Linked DNA regions of Mus musculus: region 2 is linked to region 1. The links are chromatin contacts, called in public HiChIP or PLAC-seq maps. All regions are on one chromosome and are shown on one strand. The core of a region is the stretch at or near the end of the contact, and the rest is flanking DNA. Distances in the headings are between cores, read along the strand shown. Region 1 has its middle 12 kb from the start of Gm34474. Region 2 holds the start of Gm34853 (a long non-coding RNA gene).

Region 1 (7,004 bases), core at 3,087-5,586:
AGAAAGAAGGAGAAAGAAGGAGAAGGTGAAGGCAGAGAAGGAGGAGGAGGAGAAAGAGAGAGAAAGAAAGAGAGAGAGGAAGGAAGGAAGGAAGGAAGGAAGGAAGGAAGGAAGGAAGGAAGGAAGGAAGGAAGGAAGGAAGGAAGGGAGGGAGGGAGGGAGGGAGGGAGGGAGAAAGAAAAGAAAGAAAGAAAGAAAGAAAGAAAGAAAGAAAGAAAGAAAGAAAGAAAGAAAGAAAGAAAGAAAGAGAGAGAGAGAGAGAGAGAGAGGGAGGGAGGGAGGGAGGGGGGAGAAAAAGAAAGAAAGAAAGAAAGAAAGAAAGAAAGAAAGAAAGAAAGAAAGAAAGAAAAGGAAGGAAGGAAGGAAGGAAGGAAGGAAGGAAAGCGGCCAGAAGCACATGGTCTGGAGAAACCGCAAGTTCTAAGGGGTCTCATTGATGTGGAAGATGGTAGTGTAGCAGTAGATCTGCCCAATCTAGGTGCACAGTATTTATTCATATTAATGGAGTTGTGTTTTCATTGCTGGGGCATATTTGGGTTGGAGAGTTACCCTAACACACACTTATTGACTTGATCCTTGGCTCACATTCAGCTACCTTTCTTTGTCGTTGTTGTTGTTGTTGTTGTTGTTGTTGTTGTTGTTGTGTTGTTTTTCAAGACAGGGTTTCTCTGTGTAGCCCTGGCTGTCTTGGAACCTTCTCTGTAGACTCTGCCTGCCTCTGCCTCCCAAGTGCTGGGATAAAAGGTATTCACCGCCATCACCCGGTTCAGTTACCTTTCTTAGATAGCCAGGCTTACTCCCATATATTTGGTACCATACAATGGGACCTTCCTACATCGATTAGCAACCAAGAGAATATATCTACACAATTGTCTTCAGGTCACCTTGATGAGACTTCCAGCTTCCTGGACTAAGCAGAAGTTTTTACCCAATCCAGCTTTCTCAGACAGCCATTGTTGAACTACCCAGCCCAGGTCTTAATAAGGCAACCTAGTAACTTCCCTCTGTTACATAAATTAACACTGAAAGTTCTGTTCCACCAGAGAACTCTAACACACTCACACCAAAGCCAACACTCATGGTCACATAGGGAACGGCTCTCTCTGTCTCCGATGACGAGTCAGGTCCTTGCTTCACTATGTATGTCTCTCCCTTCCTAGCCTCGTTCCTAGTTTTAAGATACCAGAAGAGACTCAGAATATGGAAAATAACAAGGAATGCCTATTGCATTCTCTTTCTAAGCATTTCCAAAGAGAACCAGTCGGTCAGTAACTCTAATCTGTACTAGAATAATAAAAGCATCCCGGCATCACTCACACACACACACACACACACACACACACACACACACACACACACAGGAGGTGGTGGCTACTGGATACCTCTTTCCATGGCTGCCAAGAACTGAGATACAGTGCAGTAATGCAGCTATGTGGCACAAGGTTCTGAGATGGCAAATGAGCTCCTGTCTTTGGTTTTTTTTTTTTTTTTTTTTTTTTTTTTGTTTTTTTTTTTTGTTTTTTTTTTGCAGAGAGGATGTGTGCCTTTCAACATGAGGGCTGAGCCTAGCACGTTCACTTCCTGTTCAGTTCCGGTTCCTGTTCTAGTACAGCCTCCTCTTGCACAGAGTGTCAGCTGTCCTGGAAGTCACGTACTTCCAGAGGCCCCTTTGTCTCCTCATTTCATCATCTGTAACAGTCATTCCCAGCCCAGAGCACAAGCACTGTCATTTCTATTTCAATACACGTTCTCTCTGGATCATGGTGTTCTTCACTTTATTTCATCTTTGCACGTAAGGATAAGTCCCAGAGCTCAGCCCAGTGGTCTCAGCACATGGCAGAGCACAGCAGAGGAGAGGGCTGGTGCCTCAACACAAACCACGCCTCCAACATGGAGGAAGGATCCTGGAAACGCCTGACCCTGGACACAAAGCAAGAAGCCTAGAAGGCTTGAGGGAGTTAGTGGTCCTCCCTGGCAAAACAACAGAAAGGTACCAACCACGAGGGAATGAATCATCTGTGATATTTTTCCTCCCGAGAAAGAGTACCTTAGACATGAAAAGCCTGCGGGGTCCATGCCTAGCAACCATTACACACAGGATAATGGTAGATTCTAGGAGCAGAAGTCCCGGAAGACCATTTCTGTGGTGAAGTGTCTCAGGAAAGGAATGTGGTGGGTTAATGAGCCTCAGAGATAAGTGTTTTCTGTGGGAATGCTGCACAGACATCACTTTCTTAACAAAAGTACAAAGAGAGAAAGTCAATGGCAGGGCCTTCCTTCCCGGGAACTCTGGAGATACGGGTTAAAAGCCACTTGGGAAAGAGCAGAGTTTGACAAATCCGTGACGCACACTAACTTCGGAATGAAAGCTGGATTTAATGACACTGTAGATAAGGGTCTGCATGATCTGGCCTTAGCTATTCATTCCAGTGCTTGTCTGTGTCACTGTATTGCATGTCCCGCCTGTCTAGTAACCTGCTTATAGCTTCTCAATACATGGTCCCTCCTCCCTTCTCCTTCTCCCTCCTCCCTCTTTTTCTCCCTCCTCCCTTCTCCTTCTCCCTCCTCCCTTCTTCTCCCTCCTCCCTCCTCCTCCTCCCTCCTCCCTTCTCCTTCTCCCTCCTCCTTCTCCCTTCTCCCTTCTCCCTCCTCCTCCTCCTTCTCCCTCCTCCCTTCTCCCCTCCTCCTCCTCCTTTGTCTCCTCCTTCACCTTTGTGCCCTTGCATTCCCTGTGCTAGAAGGGCCTCTCTCCATTTCATAACAGAGCAAACCCCCACTCTTCTTTCACCACAGTACAAATAATCCTCTGTGAGGCTTCTCCTGACTCTCATGGGCAGTTATTTCTCTCTTCTCCCTTTAAGGAGTTATTTTATGTGTACCTCTCTTCCCACAGTCTGAGCTCCCGAGCAATAGAGGTTGGGCCTCCTTCCTATTAGCTCCCAAGCCTAGCCCAGGGCTTGAGCACAGTAGTCACTTAAAATGATGAATGAGTGGATAAATGCATGACTTGGAACCAACCTCAAGAGCCCAGCAGTGATCTGGTACTGTGCTCAGTGATATCCGCTACAGAATCTGCAAAATGACCTGGTGGTGGGCAGGGAAGAATATAAAACTCCTGCTCATGTTTGTTTATCACAGGTTATCCATGAAAAGTAAGCTTTTCTTATATTTCACACAGACTGGTAGACATGCATGTATTTGGTCTGTAAAGAACCGGTGTATGTGCTTAAAATGCAGACCACAATTATAAACAAAGGGGAATGCATTCAAAGAGTCCAAACAGGGAAAACATGAACAAATGGAGGAGTAGGGGAATTAGTCTTGTGGAAAAGGCGAGAAGGACATCAGTCGACCAACAGAGAGGGTCATGCATAAGGAGTAAGAAGCTAGACAAGTATGGGGCAATAAGAACGAGGCTCCCCTCATGAAGACCTACCAAGGGATTTCTGCCCTTGTCTCCAGTATTGTTAAGCTAGGAACCAGCAATTAGGAGCCCAATGGAGACTCTCAGGCATAGGTAACAAAATAGGAAAGAAGAGGGACTGGGAGGAGGCTTACATTCTATAGTGTCCTTCTAGAACTGTTCCCTATCTGTTTGAAGGGCAACACACCAGGCCTCCGCATCAGGCCTGTCCAGCACCAGCCCGCAGCTTCTTAGAAAAGTCTATTTATAGCCTCTTGCTATTGCAGCACGCTGTGCTGTCGCCCTGTCGGTGGCTTGCCAGGTGGTGTGAGCCACTGCTGGGTGAGTGACCATCTCCTGGCTGCTTCCTGTTAGCTTAGGGAGCAACAAAGCAGGTGGATTTGTTTGTCAGTTGAGCAACCTGCCCATGCCCTGCCTAACCTGATGAGTTCCCCTTTAAACATTAACCGCTTTCTAAAACCTATGTTTTATGCTCAATGCCAACCAGGGCTGGGGGGGAGGGGTGCAGTAGAGAAGGAAGAAGAAAAAGAAAGAAAGAAGGGAAGGGGACCCTTTAACAATAAGTCATCTTCACAGTATCTAATAAATGTCCCCTGGGCTCTGGGAGCTGGAGACGCCATTTCCATCCTCAGAAACTGATCCCTGGTAAGGGAAACACATCTGAGATGTAAAACGGGAAGAGTGGAGGCGTGTCCACGGCTGTCACTGGGCCTTCTTCTGAGCTGCTATGCTCCCAGGATCTCCGTTCCCAGGACAGTGGATCTTAAACTTTAGTAAATAAAATCGATTCAGTGGCGCTAATGGTTTTGGGGAGCTGGTAGGACAAGGCTGCGAGTTTTTGAGGTGGAGCCACAGTTCTTTGCTTTGTTCAGCTTTCTGAGAGTGTCCAAGGTAAGTGGTCATAATCACAAGGGGGCGCTGCGCTTCCAACGTGTGAGGAATGACATGGGTAACCCTCAGGAACAGAGGAAACAGCAGGAGGTTAGAGAGGAATTAGGGGCAGGAAGTGGGAATGAGACAAAACCCACGCTGCAAACTAGAAAAGATGAACAGCCATTGCCAGAGGCACCGGGGTCATGCAGCTGGCTGGTGTCTGTGGTTTAGCCTGGTTCATGGTCCTTAGTGTGAAAACTATGACTTAGCTAAACAAGCACTCAGCTCTCTGAAGGCAGACTCACTACACAGAAACGTTGGACAGAAACGCTTCCTTTAGGAGCCAGCCTCTCCTTGGTCACGCCTCCCCTTCCTTACAGACCTCCTGGTTGTAGTCTATTGCTGATCTCCAGACTCCAGAGTCGCTAAAACCCAAGGGAATGGGAAGGAAAGATGAATTATTTTCTGCAGCTTCCGCAGCTCTTGGCAGCTCACAACTCGAAGGCTAGACAGACAGACAGCCGCGCTGCCTGCTTCCATGAAGAGGCGCTCCAGTGGCCACTAGTGACCTTGTCATCTCCAGATCTTGCTCCATCCTCGTTGCATCAAGACATGTTCCTCTTACACTGAACTCAAGACGCGCTGATTCCCTTGGGATGTGAGCAGTCCAACCCTCGCATCATTTCTTAGCATGTGTTGCTTGCGGCTGCTAAGCCCCGCCCCACCGTTTCTAAGGTGCACTTTCCCACGTTCCTCTCACCTGCGTTGCTCACCCCTGCCTGTGAGTTCCTCCTCCCCGAAGCCTTCCTTTCCATTCTTCCATTTGAAGACCCCTACCTCATTTTTTTTCTTCCCTTCATTGTGAGTCTTGACCTGGCGGGAGTGATGTTTGCTCGGATGAGTTCCACCTAGTCTAGTCCAAATTCGTGGGGAAGAGTTCTCATGTAAGCTTCTTGAGCCTAATGGTTAGGGACCCCACTAGTCCGAGTCAGACCCTCAGCTCTACCGTCCTCCAGCTCTGCCACCCACCTGCCCTGAGACCTTCCAGCTCTGCCACCACGGGCAGGTTCCGTCACTCCCTAAGTCTCCATTTCCTCACCTATAAAGTGGGGAAAGAACCATACTTAGTGTTCTGGGTAAATAAGCCAAGGCTTGTCCAGCCTATCAAGCATAACCGTCAGTGAATGTTTGCCCTTCTCGTTATGAATATTTATATCCTCACTTTTACTCTAATCCCTACGGGTTTAGTCTAGTAGATGCTAATAATGTTTATTGAATTAGCAATTAAGATATATAACTGCATCCATACATTACGACATTTTTAAAAAGGCATGAGCAACTCAATATATCCATTCATACATAAATATTTTATGCCCTTTCCTGTCTGTGAGGATTTGCTTAGAGAGGAATTTATCTAACTAAGCTCAGGTGGCCTCCTCACGCCCCTCTCCCTTTGTGCCTGTCGCTTCAAAGTGCTCGCCTCACTTCTGTGCCCGTCCTTCTGCTTGCTGTCCTGCTGCTAAAGAGCCAAACTGGAAAATGGTGGCTATTTAAAAAGGACCTTAAACTGTGTCTCTGTCCTCTAGAGGAAATAGCTGCAGGATTCCACCAAGTCTTTTGCTGTTTGAGCTCAGCATATCTTCCTGTCTGTATCCACCTTGTGAAATGTGGGCGAGGGGGACTAACTGAACCCTGTTGTCCCATTTAGTTTCCATGGTCTATGATTATCTTCGTGTGGGGCTGAGTTTTCAACCTTTATTAATATAAATTGATGACTACTCAGGCTTCTGAATTTTAATGATTTGACATTATTATTATTATTATCACTATTATTCCTGTAGCAAGAATGAAATGTCCATTCAGGAGACACCATATCTTGACTTTTTAATGGCTCTCCTCTACGTGTTGGGTGGGGCAGGAAGCTTCAGCTCCCATCAGCCTTGTTGCCCTGACAGGAAGAAAGAAAGCTCTACCGTGACCTGATTGCTTTAACTGTACGCAGTGAATTTTCAACTTACTGTATTTTCAAGTGACATTAATAATTTTATGGAGACCAAACCCTTGTTGTTAAGTCGCTGTTGTCCTAATTCCCTGATGAAGAAAGTCTGAAAAAGGAAATCGGTGGGGTGGTTCCTGCTCGCCCAGCCTCGTGCTTGTTTGTCTGCTTACCCAGAATGCCTAGAGGTGATTGCAAGGCTGAGACAAAGGTCTGGAAACTGGGTTGCCGTTCCTTTGACTTCAGGATTTTCTGAGAAAAATTAGCAAAGGTGCACTAAGCTCTGATTGAAAGAAAGAAGGAAAGAGAGAGAGAGAGAGAGAGAGAGAGAGAGAGAGAGAGAGAGAGAGAAAGGAAGAAAGGAAGGAAGGAAGAAAGGAAAGGAAAGGAAAGGAAAGAAAGAAGGAAAGATAGGGAGGAAGGAAGGAAGGGAGGAAGGAAGGGAGGGAGGGAGGAAGGAAGGGAGGTAGGGAGGAAGGAAGGGAAAGATTCTCACTAAATGATAAAAATTAAGTACATAGGTGCTAAAGTAGTCACCAACTACCTGTTCTTGTTTCAGAGAAAGTAGCTGTAAGCTACTCCCTATCCCCAGAGACCTTTCAGAGAAAGTAGCTGTAAGCTTCTCCCTATCCCCAGAGACCACAGTTTAGGGAGTCTGCAGCCTGCTCCTCTGCACTGCCTGAGACAAGAAGAGCATCCTACGGTTCTGCT
Region 2 (7,004 bases), core at 2,976-5,475, 230 kb before region 1:
GTGTTGTTTACTGAGCTGGGGAATCATTACTGCCATTTTTCAGATACTTTAGGCTTTGAGAGTTTAAGAATCTTGACCATAGACAAACAGTTGAAACCAGAGAGAGAGAGAATGGAAAACCTGGTTCTCTCTCCTAAATCTACAGTGCCCTTACCTTCTGGGACTCTCCTAGATTTTGCTTTAAATAATGTCAACACGAAGCACAGCTCTCACTTCAAAGGGAGTAAGGGAGAGCTTGACCTGAGCCACAGGGAAAGCCCAGGCCCAGCAACACAACCCGAGTATGTTCCACTTGGAAATGGTTGCATGAGACTCTGTTGTTCACAGAGCAAATACAATCAAAATCAAGGCTTTGGCCAACTTCATCCGTGGGAATCACAGGCAGGGAAAGCCCTTCTTAGGTTCCAGATACTTAATGCTGCCATTCTTGGCTTTTGACTTTGCAGATACCAGTCACCTGCCAGGAATATATATTAAAAGTTTTACCTGATGGTCAAAAGGATGGTAAATCAGATGAAGGAACACTGCTGGTCATGAAGAGGACCAAAGTTAGCCCAAGATAAGCTGGATCCAAATCTGCAACTTTCCAACTCCACAACTACAAAGTTTGAAAATCTGTTACTCGGCCTGGAAAAATTGCTTCCCCCCCCCCTTTTTTTTTTCTTGAGACAGAGTCTTACTATTTAGTCCTGACTGTCCTAGAACTCATGCTGTAGACCAGGCTGTCCTTGAGTTCAATACAGAGATCTGCCTAACTCTGCCTCCCAAGTGTTGGAGTTAAAGGTGTGTGCTATGGCTCCTGTATCCCTCTCCTTCCCCTGCTGTAGTTTAGAATTAAATGAATGTCTAGGATTGAGAGTGTAGTTCAGTGGTTGGCTATCATGTACAACAAAGCTCTGGGTTCACTATCCAGCACAGAAAGAAAGAAAGGATGGAAAGAAGAAAGGAAGGGAAGGAGGGGAGGAGGAAGGGAGGAGGGAGGGAGGAAGGGAGAAAGGGAGGAAGGGAGGAAGGGAGGAAGGGAGAAAGGGAGAAAGGGAGAAAGGAGAGAAGAAAAGGAAAGAAAAGGCAAGGCAAGGCAGCCCTTCAGGATGACAGTAAGTTTTAAACTGAAAGTGCTACCCCAGCTCAATGGAGGGAGGGATTTTTCCACAAGAAGCTGCTGCAACTTGCTAAGGGCCAAGAGTAAAGTCATTCTCACCTTTGCAAACAAATGCCCATTCTCAGGCCCAGGCTGGCTGCACTTCATGGGTGACCCCACCCCACCTGGCGCCTTTGTCTCAACAGGCTTCTCAGTATGCCCTGTCCTCAAGCCTGAGGATTATCTCTTTGTCTGTGGGGCACCCTGTCTTCCACTCTTCCAGTGACTACAGAGCCATTAATAAGCACACAAACCCAGCTTCCCAGGGAAGATGGCAGCTTATAATAGTGCTGAGTGAGCGAAGATTTTATCAGGGCATTAAAAAAAAAAACAAAAACAAAAAACCTTAAAGACGCCACAGGCAAGATTATGAGCTTAGGGGTGTGGTCTTACCTGGGAGGTTGGTGTCAAGAGGAGCTTTCTGGAGAGACTGTAAGAAGACAGATCTTTGAAAGGGAAATTCTTCATGGACGTCAGAAACACTCATGGCGGCGGCGGGGGGAGGGCGGGGGGGGATTTATTGTGGAATTTAAATTTGGGAACGAAATGACATTAAAAAAAAAAAACCTTAAGGGATCTTTGCCGGAAAGTGCTGACAGCAGCAGATCTTTGACGGAGGACTGGAACCCTGCAGAGGATTGTCGGGCACAAGGAATAAGGCAGCACTGTTAAAGCCCTATTTCTGGAGATGCACTCCGACTCAAGTTCCTAAGGCCATTTCATTCTGGAAGACAGCAATAGTTCAGCCGTGGAGGGTTGGAACTCCCCCAGTGTGGGTGTACTGTTAGCTGTGGACAGTCTGTGCTCCTCCTACGCAGGTGAGCTGTTTGTTCTAAGGAAGAAAACAAATACACATAAAGAACTCCTGGTTTCTTCAGGCCTATTTTGAATAATGCAAAAGTTGGCTGTTTCTCTCTTCATCCACATTATATGATACAACAGAGTATCCCAGAGTTCTAGATACTGTGAAGATGGGGTGATCTAGTAAAGGACTCTGAGCTAGATCATCCCGTGGTAGAAAGTAGACGGAAAAGTGAGTGAGAGGATGCTGAGCTGGTTTGAAATTGTTCACTCTCGAGGTAACTAACCTGTTCCTATGTTAATGGCATTTACCCATGTGGGAGGCCAGAAATCTCAGGTTCTAATCATCCCTCCACACTGGGGATTGAAGGTACAACACATACAATGGATGGTGGTAGTGGTGTCTGCCTTTAATCCCAGCATGAGAGCAGAAGCAGGTAGATCTTTGAGTTCAAGGCCAGCCTGATCTAAAGAGTGAGTTTCAGAATGGCCAGGGCTACATGGAGAAACCCTGTCTCAAAGAAACCAAATATAGATAGGTAGTATAAATAGGACAGGACAGGACAGGACAGGACAGGACAGGACAGGATAGGATAGGATAGGATATATGGTAGGTAGATAGATAGATAGATAGATAGATAGATAGATAGATAGATAGATAGATAGATAGATAGATGGATGGATGGGAGGGAGAGAGGAAGGGAGGGAGGGAGGGAGGGAGGGAGGGAGGGATAAGATAGGATAGATAGAATACATACATACATACATACATACATACATACATACATACATACATACAACACATGATCTTTGGTGACTCTTTCGAACTATGACAGTCTTGTTTGAAATGTACCTGGGATTTGTGAGCACAAAAGAACTTGCTTGAAGTTTAAATGATTGGTAGCCCAAGTAGTCTCACCTGATGTCTATGTCCTACAGGTCTCTAGGAGTTCTGGTGGTCAATCTGCATTCGATACGTGGCTTCCTCTCCATTCTGCCCCTTCTGTAGGCTCCTGTAGGAACAGATTGGGTGGAAACTGGCTAACTTTGGAGAAGCCATACAGATCAGAACTGGCGAGTTAAATCTTAATGCTGTACTGAAATATTAATTGATAAAATATAATGTCTGGAATTTCCTTCAAAATGGCCCATGCTAGAAGGGCAAGTGAGCAGACAATTTGATTAGATGAGACTAAGTTAATAATTGAAGCACAAGGGCTGGAGAGATGGCTCAGCGGTTAAGAGCACTGACTGCTCTTCCAACGGTCTTGAGTTCAATTCCCATCAACCACATGGTGGCTCACAACCATCCGTAATGAGTTCTGATGCCCTCTTCTGGTGTGTCTGAAGACAGCTACAGTGTACTTCTATAAGTAAAATAAATCTTAAAGACAAAAATTGAAGCACAGAATAATTGCACCCTGAGGTTCATTATACTATCTTGTTTTCTTTTGTATATGATTGAATTTTCCATAATAAATCATTTCTATATGGCTGCTGAGGTTACTATTGTAGAACACCTTAGCTGAGTCTCTGGTTGGGGCAGTTTTCTCTCTGACCATCTTTCTCTTTGACATGTTTGCTTGGCTCTCCTCTTTTCCCTGAACTTCAATTCTTTCCCCTTCCCCCTATTATGAAGCACTAAATCCATAGGATCCTTACTTACAACTTTTAATTTTTAGTCAGTGTACAGTGAGCTTCACTATAACATTTTCAGGCATGCGCGTCAGTGCACTTTGAGGGTATTTACCCCTTCCTGTGACTGTCTTTCCCATTTAAGGCTAACGCTAGACCAAACAAACAAAAGCAAAGGGCTCTTTTTATGTACTGCAAATGATGTCATTCTTTGGCTAGACTCCTCCTTCATCTACATTGGGGGGAGACTCTGCTCTTATAATCAAGCATACCCATTGACAGTGACTTTGTGAACCTTTGGTTGTCTCCTGAGGAATGCCACCTTCCTTCTCACCCACCTGGATCTTACACCCAGCTCAAAAAGTCACTGTGTTTGCCCACTCTCTGCCCTTTGTTTAACCTCACAGCAGAATAGAAAGAATGGAAGGTGGATGTTTCTTATGGTTGTGGGCAACAGAATTGAGAGTCTTTCTAGAACATTCTGTCTGGAGAAGTCAACCTTAAGAGATAAGCCTTGTTTATTTCTGATTTGGAGGGCAAGGAGAAATCCCCACGACCCCTAAAACTTTCTCTTCTGATTTCTCTCCCTCACACAACTCTTGCTCCCTTTACGAGAACTTCTGGCAAGAAACATGTTGACTCATGGTGGTTTATCACTTCCTTCCTCTGGCTCACGTCCAGTCAGGATGCTAATGAGCTGTCAAGTGATAGGCACTTGGGAAAATGGACGACTTTCTAACATTGGAAACTCCATCATCTTAGCCTTGATAATCTGGAACGGATAGTGACAGGTGGAGACAGGGTTGCCAGAGTGAAGTTGGATGCCAACTACCTCCTGCTCGCCAGCATGTGACTGCTCTTCTTCCTTTGAAGACGACATTCTATCACACCTATTTGTATGTGTAGACTTTGTGGCAGCAATAATGATGTGTGCATCGGAAGAGTTTGAACCTCAGCTCCGTTGGGTGGATGTGTGGGATGTCTCATCTTAGAGAGCAGATTTGCTTGGTGACAAGCAGATAATTCTCTCCTTCTACACTTCCCTTCCGTGACCAGAAACTAGGCAGGATACACAGCTCAAAGCCACCCAGCTGTGGGAGAATGCCTTTCCAGGAAGACGGAGAAGGGCAGTCATGAAATATCCAGACTCATGATTACATGACTTTAGTCTGGTCACTTTGGGTAGGCTGAGGCATGGCATGAGGTAAAGTAGGGTGGGGCAGGTGGAATCACCTACATTTTATAAGCCACTGGAGTAGAGGAGCCAGATGAAATGTGGATGCCCACTTACATTGGAATTTCAGATCAGTGATATGTTTTAACATGAGTAAGCCCTGCATGTTGCATAGACACATGTATTAAAATAAATATATGCTATTTATCTGGAATTGCATGGGTTTTATTTGCTGGTAACCCTGAGAAGCCATGCAACTCCAGATAAATAGTCTAGTGGCCTATCTGCTGAGCCACTAAATGTGGCAAGTGGCAACGGAACAGTTTCTAGGTAGAGTGAACGTTATGAGTGCAGCAGTAGGATCTTATTCTGACCCAGTTTAAGTGCAAAAAAAAACAACCAAACAACCAACCAAACAAAAAACTTCTTTTATTCCTTGGGGACTGTTGGAAAAAATAATAGTTGCAAATGAAAAACAATTGCTAGCCAAAGGTCTTTTGTTGTCTGGGTTGTGACCCACAGAGAAAGCTTACTGCTTAGGGTCCAGAAATGATGTTCTAGCCTACATCCCCACCCACACTTTTACTGCCTTCTAAACATGTACTGCTTTTGTTAAAAAAAGCTTTCAGTGTTTACTAGAGAAAGGGTCATTAGTCCATCGTGTGTCTGTGCACCATCAGCCTCAACAGTTAAAAGCTCCCAGTCAACACCGCCCTGTCTACATCACCCCATCCACCCACCCCAACCCCAATAATGATTCTGGAATGGAGCCCAGAAAGCAGGAGCTTTACGGCTTCGTGTCTTTCTCTTCCTCATCATACCTTCCAACTCCCCACAGCAGAGTTCTAAGGTGACAAGGCTAGAAATGTCTTTGAACAGTGTTCCCATTTGTACAGTTCACTAGTTATCTGCCTTGCCAAAACAAGAAGCCCTGGGTCCTCCTTGCCCGGCTTCCTTCACGCCCACAGTTTGCACTTGGGACTTTAGTGTTGGAAGCCACACCCCAGTCATAAGACTTTGGCTAGGTCTGGGGCCTGGTGACAGTGGAAGGAGTAAGACGTGGCTTTGCTCACAGCTCTGTGAGATCCTTCTGGGAGCTGACTTAGCCACACATCCTTGAAGCTTTCCCTGTCTCTTCACTGAGCTTGGATCCAAGCGCCAAGCGAGGCACAAAGCTCTACCCTCGTGCTAAATATATCACCGGGTCTTCAGCACTTAGACAGTGATAACACTGGAAGGATTATTAAAAGCAGCAGAAACATGCTACTAAATCAAAGTTGTGTAAACTGTGCTATTGGTGCGATGTGGAATATTCTGTGGTGCTCATTGAAATGACGTCATAAAAGCATCCTTGTTGACACAGCTTTGATCCTATATTGTTAAGTGAAAGATAGCTTCACAGCCTCATTTTATCGATCTTTATCCTGGAAAAGACTAGCATGGTTAGCTCTTAGGCATAAGGTTATATTAAAACCTTGAAGTCTCAAAACGATTATGCGTACTAAGGACTTCCTTCTTGTCGTTTTTATTTTTAAAAAAATTCTGCAGTTGTCAGGTTGGACTTGTGTGATTATATATACGCTAATGCACATATATACATCAGAGCAGTAGGAGAACATTTTAATGGGTACATTTAGACACCCTACCTTCTGCACACAGCATCTTCCCCTTGTATCCGCATGGGGCATCAGGCCCACCAGGGTTCTGGATTACTCTACTTCTGCTAAGGTAGGATGAGACAGTGGTAGATACCTAGCACTCAGGTAGCTGAGGCAGGAGGTTGGTGAGTTTGAGGCTAGCTTGGGCTATAAAACAAAACAGTCTCAAAACAAAACAAAAACAAAAAACAAACAAACAAACAAAAACCAGCTGAAGGAAAAGAACCCAAAGGCTGGTATGCCCATCCCCCAGAACCCCTGCATTTCCCACAGAACCCCTGTGTGTCCCAGGATGGTCAACAACTCAGTTTGCCTGGACTGAGGGCTATCCTAGGCTACAAGATTTCCTGCGTTCACTGAGAAAGCCTAGGCCAATTTTGGGACCAATTGGTCAGTACTTCCCAGGCATAGAGGTTGACTCTGATTCCCTTCGTAGAATGCATTCTCCCACAGGTCTGAATTCTTCTGGTCTCAAAGCTAGGAGGGCATGAAGTTCAGCAGGTGGAGCAGGACTCAGAAACAAAACAAAACAAAACAAAACAAAACAAAACAAAACAAAACAAAACAAAACAAAACAAAACACTCTGCACTTTTG

The links. HiChIP or PLAC-seq counts read pairs in DNA pulled down with a chosen protein or histone mark.
Region 2: an H3K27ac HiChIP or PLAC-seq map of the HPC-7 cell line shows a contact between it and region 1, with 11 times the contacts expected there. The contact joins two enhancer-like sites. A contact is called at or near these places in 6 of 484 Hi-C or Micro-C datasets (LSK cells, erythroblasts, granulocyte-monocyte progenitors and 3 more), 7 of 115 datasets of contacts at active chromatin or transcription factors (the HPC-7 cell line, T-cell acute lymphoblastic leukemia, a beta-TC-6 cell line and 3 more) and 1 of 9 other capture datasets (embryonic stem cells).

Annotation. Positions count from the first base shown.
Region 1 is chr8:35,203,178-35,210,181 of GRCm38.p6, reverse strand. No RefSeq gene overlaps it. Among named protein-coding and RNA genes, the nearest start is that of Gm34474, 12 kb to the left of the region's middle. Within about 2 kb of position 4,336, at least 89 of the 459 cell types and tissues checked have an H3K27ac peak or open chromatin away from gene starts, as enhancers often do. A contact at or near this core is called in the HPC-7 cell line, bone marrow-derived macrophages, granulocyte-monocyte progenitors and 1 more, where this site is marked.
Region 2 is chr8:35,431,217-35,438,220 of GRCm38.p6, reverse strand. It overlaps Gm34853 (a long non-coding RNA gene), which reads right to left and starts at 1,647. Exons shown (of 4, transcript XR_870343.2): 1 at 1,535-1,647; 2 at 487-598. Within about 2 kb of position 4,225, at least 69 of the 459 cell types and tissues checked have an H3K27ac peak or open chromatin away from gene starts, as enhancers often do. A contact at or near this core is called in the HPC-7 cell line, bone marrow-derived macrophages, granulocyte-monocyte progenitors and 1 more, where this site is marked.